Linked DNA regions of Oryctolagus cuniculus: region 2 is linked to region 1. A link is a contact called in public Hi-C data. All regions are on one chromosome and are shown on one strand. The core of a region is the stretch at or near the end of the contact, and the rest is flanking DNA. Distances in the headings are between cores, read along the strand shown. Region 1 overlaps RAD51B (RAD51 paralog B). Region 2 overlaps RAD51B (RAD51 paralog B).

Region 1 (2,700 bases), core at 11-2,510:
AATAAATACATAAATCTAAAAAAAAAAAAAAAAAAAAAAAGACACAGGGCCAGGATTTGAACCCAACCACTCCCAAGTGCTGTCTTAACCACTGCACTAAACCACCCACCCCTACAAATTTATTTTTAGCACGTTAATATATTTTTATCTTAGTTCTACCATTTGAGAGTAGGTTGAACATGAGCTTGTCTTACATAACCGTAATACAGTTATCTCACTCAGGAAATTAGCATTGAAACAATACACTTACTTCATACACTGGCAACATTCACTCTTTCCCAGGTGTCAAGACAATGTCCTTATGGCAGTGTCTTCCAGGATTCGGTCCAGAATTAGACGTTGTATTTAGTTGAAATGTTTCCTTGCAGCCGGCGCCACGGCTCAATAGGCTAATCCTCCGCCTTGCGGTGCCAGCACACCGGGTTCTAGTCCTGGTCGGGGCACCGGATTCTGTCCCGGTTGCCCCTCTTCCAGGCCAGCTCTCTGCTGTGGCCAGGGAGTGCAGTGGAGGATGGCCCAAGTGCTTGGGCCCTGCACCCCATGGGAGACCAGGAGAAGCACCTGGTTCCTGGCTTCGGATCAGTGCAGTGTGCCGGCCGCAGCGGCCATTGGAGGGTGAACCAACGGCAAAGGAAGACCTTTCTCTCTGTCTCTCTCTCACTGTCCACTCTGCCTGTTAAACGAAAAAAAGAAAAAAGAAATGTCTCCTTGCATTGATGTTTTTTTTTTTCAAGCTATTGAGGCTTTCAGAGAAATACTTCTTTTTCAAGAGCACACATCCTGATAAACAGCAGCATTGCTCTCAATCCACTGTCCTTGCTGCTTGCCGAGAGCCAGTGATCGGTGCGGGCCTGAGGTGAGCACACCCCTCCGCAGGCCAAAGTCCACAGCAGCCAAGGCCCTTGGTGGGGGGCAGCTTCCAGTCCTGGTTGTGCCCTGGGACCCGACTTCCCGAAGGCAAACCGCATGACCCACAGTTTGACCCCTTGCTTTCCGGTCCACTGGGCTGTCACCTGGCTTTCCCATTGTCCAGACTTGGACAGGCAGAGCCACCCAGATCTTACTCCACTATAGCTGACGTCTCCCCAGGAGGAGCGCCCAGTCAAGGAGATCCCATTTTTCATCCTTCCTGGCTCTCTGCGTGCAGTTGGCTGGATGCACACATTGGAGGGTGATTTTTCTTTTCCCAGCAGTCAGGGCTGTAGCAATCTGAGACCAGAAGCAGCAGCTGTACGCCTCCTGCCTCAGCCAGTGTCCCCTGAAACAGATACCAAATGGTCAACAGATGAGATGGATGACCGTGTCTAAAACACAAGACTCGCTCCAGCTCTGGCGTCCTCCTCCTGCCTCAGAGGCTACCATGGGAGAGGAGTAAAGCTCACGCCGAGACAGCTGATTGGTATGGTTGGAGGAATTCACAGAGAGCAGACAGAGCACACTGTGGAAAAAAAAAAAAAAAAAAAACACATCATGTATGCATCTTCCTGGCTTAACTTGAATGAAGCCTAAATGCAAAAAGAAAATGCTTTGGATTTCTTTCAACGGTTGACGTTTTGTTTCCTTTGTTTTATTTTTGCTAGCATTTGCATCGGGGTGGTATGGGTTTTCTCTAAGTTTATTTTTTAATTAAAAAGTGCTTTTCAAAGGGTAGGAGACTTAACTGCAAATCACTATTCAGAGTTCCCCCCCTTCCCCCCCCCCCCGCCTTAAATAGAAGTTAGCAGGAGGGAAGTTGATTTATTGGAGAAAAGATTCAGGGACATGGCGCCCTGGAGAATGTGGGGAGCTGAGCTGGTGGAAGATTGCTCGCCCCTCCCCCCTCCCTCTCCTCCCTCCCTCCCTCCCTTTTTCCTTCCCTCCTTCCTTCCTTCCTTCCTTCCTCTTTTCCTTTACAGAGAGAGTCAGAGACAGTGAGACAGAGCTCTTCCCTCTACTGGTGCATGCTCCAAAGGCCCACAACCGCTGGGCCTGGACCAGGCTGAAGCCAAGAGTCAGGAACCCCATCCAGGTCTTCCACATGGGTTGCAGAGACCCAGCGACTTGAATCATCATGTACTGCCTCCAAGGGTGCACCTTAACAAGAAATGGGATCAGAAGTGGAGCTGGGACTCAAACCCGTGCACTCCAGCGTGGGATGTGGATGTCCCGAGCAGCATCTTAACCACTATGCCAGATGTCCAGCGGCATTGCTGCCTTCTATTCAGGTGCTCCAGCTCTCTTCTCCTCAAGCCAGCTGTTGTTCTTAGCTGTAGATCTTGACTGTCACTGGGGACACGTCAGAGAAGCCCTATGCAGTCACAGGAAGGTTTGCTTAGCCACCAGGATGCTTTCCACACTGAGTGTTTTCTTGAAGAGTGGGCATCCTCACTCCGTGAATCTGCGCAGTTTCTACATGGTATCCCTGCAGGGCAACCATACGCTGTGGATTGTCCACACTGGTCCCAAGCAATCTCTGTTAACCCAGAATACTTATGGAAACGTCCCCATGTCATAGTCAAAACTGTCCTGGTTGCATGATAACTTGCATAATCACTCTAAGACTCTGGGAAACTTAAAGTATTTTCTTCCCATACCAAAGTTAGTGGAGCTGTTGGATGATTTGTGCTGGTGCATACCAGTCTTTATCCTAGTGATTAGCTCACCCCAACTTGTGCTCCACCTCCTTCTGTGGGAGATTAATCCAGTTCCCAACTCTTGTAT
Region 2 (2,700 bases), core at 4-2,503, 110 kb after region 1:
AAATCGGTGTTCCTCTGTATTGTGTAGGGAATAATGACAAGGAAAAAGCCTGCATGTGTTCAGGACTGATGCAATTTTTTTGTTCCAAACATTTCCCATCCACGGTTGGTTGACTATGCAGATGGGGAACCCACAGCTGCGGAGGCCCCATGGAGCTAGGGCGAGGCGCCTTGAGAAAGAGAAGCAGAGTGGGAGATGGCAGTGAGGGGTGCACACCATTTGACACTCACGGGGGTCAGGAAGAGGCAGCTCTCTGAAGAGGTGACATTGAGCAGACAGTAGATGTAGGGAGAGCAAGCCACGTTCAATCTGGGAAGACTGCTGCAGGCAGAAGGAATCCCAAGCGCAAAGGCCGGGGACAGGGAAGTGTTTGAAGTACAGTGAGCGGAGTGTGAAATGGAATGGGGGGTGGGGGCAACCATGGGCCCTAAGGTCAGGCAGTGGCCTGGGCCAGCCATGGAAGCGGCCACTTTGGGTTTCATCCTGAGCATCCCGGGATGGCCTAGGAGGCCTCGGAGCAGGGAGGAACCTGCCCGGGCGGTGCAGAGGCCGGGGATACACAGAAGGCCCAGCTCAGCCTCAAGGTTTGCGTGGAGGCACAGGGCAGAGGGCAGGTGCACCTCCGGGGCGGGGAGACCTTTGCGAGTGACCTGTTTTTGGCAGGGTGGTGTGGGCCTGGAAGCGCACCACCTCTCCACCAATGAGTCTTAAGCCCAGAAAAAATGAAACACTGGTGTTTACTCAGGAGGGCTGGGACCTGTGTGTCAGAGAACCCTCGGCCAACCAGGCCATCGTAGGCTCGGGCAAGTTGCTGGCGCAGGGCCTCAAACCCCCAGGTGGGCTGCTTGTCTACCCATTGGGGCCTCCTTGTGGACCCCCAGACACACTCAAGAAGCAGGCTTTAGGGGCTCTGGCTTTATTTGTGCCTGGCTGTGTGCTGTCTGGCCGGTTTCCTTCCCAGGGCCTTTCACTTTGCAGAAGTCAGGCCCCCTCACTGGGGAGCAGAGCGGGGAAAGGCTAAGGCATGGCCCACAATGCAACTCTCACCTGCTCCTTCACTAGCTTTCTGGAAGCCTGCTAATCCTCTTGGAACTATGCTGCCCGGCACAGGAGCCACTGGCCACAAGAGTGGCTATAGAAATGTAAGTCCATTAAGATGAAATAAAAGAAAGGATTCAGATCCTGAGTCTCCACAGCCACATGGGGCTGGCTGGCGGCCACCGGGTTGGACAGTGCAGAAATAGAACTACAGGAAGTTTGGTTGGGCAGTTTCACTTCTTCAACAAGAAGGCGGAACACATTAAAGTGCACTCAGCACAGGGCTACTTGGCCCATCTCATTCTAGGTGCTCAGTAAATGGTAGCACCAGGATTTATTCCAGCCATCTCCATCCTTGCTTTGCCACCTGCTAACTGTCCCTCGACCTCCCTGAACTGTCCTTCTGTGACAGTAGTGTGCCCGGTGAATAATTGCCGTGCAACTCCCCATAGCATCGCAGGATCCTTCTTTTTCTGGGCCCTCTGGAACCATGAGAACTTCCTCATCAACCCACAGCTGACTTCGCTAGACCAATTTGGAAATTCCAGTCCTGCCAGCCTCCTCGGCATGACACGGGGTGGCTCGAAAATGGATTCTGGAGCTAGATCAGCCATTTTCAAGAGCTTGCCCATGGTCGCTGGCGTGCACAGGTCAGATGAAACAAGTGAACAAGTTTGATCAAGAAAAAGAATCGCTGTGACTCAAGCCAGCCACATACCCTGCCCCAGTGTTCTAGAAGAAACCGTGGCCTGGGCCCCTGTTTCCCTGCTTCCACTTTCCCCCTGTGTGCAGCTCTCCCGAGGCCCCGTCAGCTGATTGGTATCTTGGTCTTCAATCAGTCTTCCTTTTTCCACTTGGGCGTTTTGTTGTTGTTTAACGTTTATTAACTACAGGCTTTTGGTGGGTGGAGGCTGGGCTTTGCCTGGGGCTGGAAGGAAGCTCTCTGCCAGGCCAGGATAAGGTGTGGTTTTTCGAGTCTAAGTTGGAATCCCCTCCACCTGCTTAATGCATTTCAGGAAAGATTTGTTTTCAACTCCCAAATTACCTGCTGGGATTTCTAGGCCTGAGATCCTATCTCCTCTGCTGTTTTCTTTCATTTCCGATAAGAAAGACAAAGAGAAAAGAGAGGCCCAAGAACAACATTCTTGCACTCCTTTGAATAAAATTACACGCAGGGAGTGATTTTCTCTGTTGTTTTCTATCAAACAGGCAGCAAAAGGATCTACCAGCCTCAGAAGCTCTGCTCCTGGGGAGGCACCGGAGGAGAGCAAGTGAAAAGGGTTTTACCGAAAACTCACGGGGAGCAGCCCCTACTCAGCGAGTCTGATGGAACTTTCTAAACCACTATGGCTGTCCAACTGCACTACCTGCGACTTTATTTTCTCAAGCAATATCAACCCAGCCAGCTAGCGGCGTCTCCAAGGAGTCACCTTTCTCATGCACCCCACTGCTACACTGCTGGGGAACCCTTTGGGCTCCGCCTTTGCACAGTCAGCTCGCACCACGGATAAGCCATGGCCAGCTCTTCCCTGGTCAGCTGCACCCGTCTCCTGACAGTGTCCTTCCACCAGGACAGATCACATTCCCCCTGTTCTTTTTTAAAGATTGATTTATTTATTGGAAAGGCAGAGATGGAGGGAGGGAGGGAGGAAGGGAGAGAGA

Evidence for each region. Hi-C and Micro-C count contacts between places; a contact is called where the count stands out from the background.
Region 2: a Hi-C map of an unstated tissue shows a contact between it and region 1, with 3 times the contacts expected there. The contact joins two enhancer-like sites. A contact is called at or near these places in 2 of 6 Hi-C or Micro-C datasets (ear pinna and an unstated tissue).

The regions. Positions count from the first base shown.
Region 1 is chr20:14,278,226-14,280,925 of mOryCun1.1, forward strand. The region is part of intron 8 of RAD51B (RAD51 paralog B); the gene reads left to right. It overlaps LOC127484649 (a long non-coding RNA gene), which reads right to left. Exons shown (of 4, transcript XR_007911781.2): 4 at 1,117-1,258. Among named protein-coding and RNA genes, the nearest start is that of ZFP36L1, 410 kb to the right of the region's middle. Within about 2 kb of position 1,261, at least 1 of the 8 cell types and tissues checked has an H3K27ac peak or open chromatin away from gene starts, as enhancers often do.
Region 2 is chr20:14,383,603-14,386,302 of mOryCun1.1, forward strand. All of the region lies in intron 10 of RAD51B (RAD51 paralog B), which reads left to right. Among named protein-coding and RNA genes, the nearest start is that of ZFP36L1, 310 kb to the right of the region's middle. Within about 2 kb of position 1,254, at least 3 of the 8 cell types and tissues checked have an H3K27ac peak or open chromatin away from gene starts, as enhancers often do.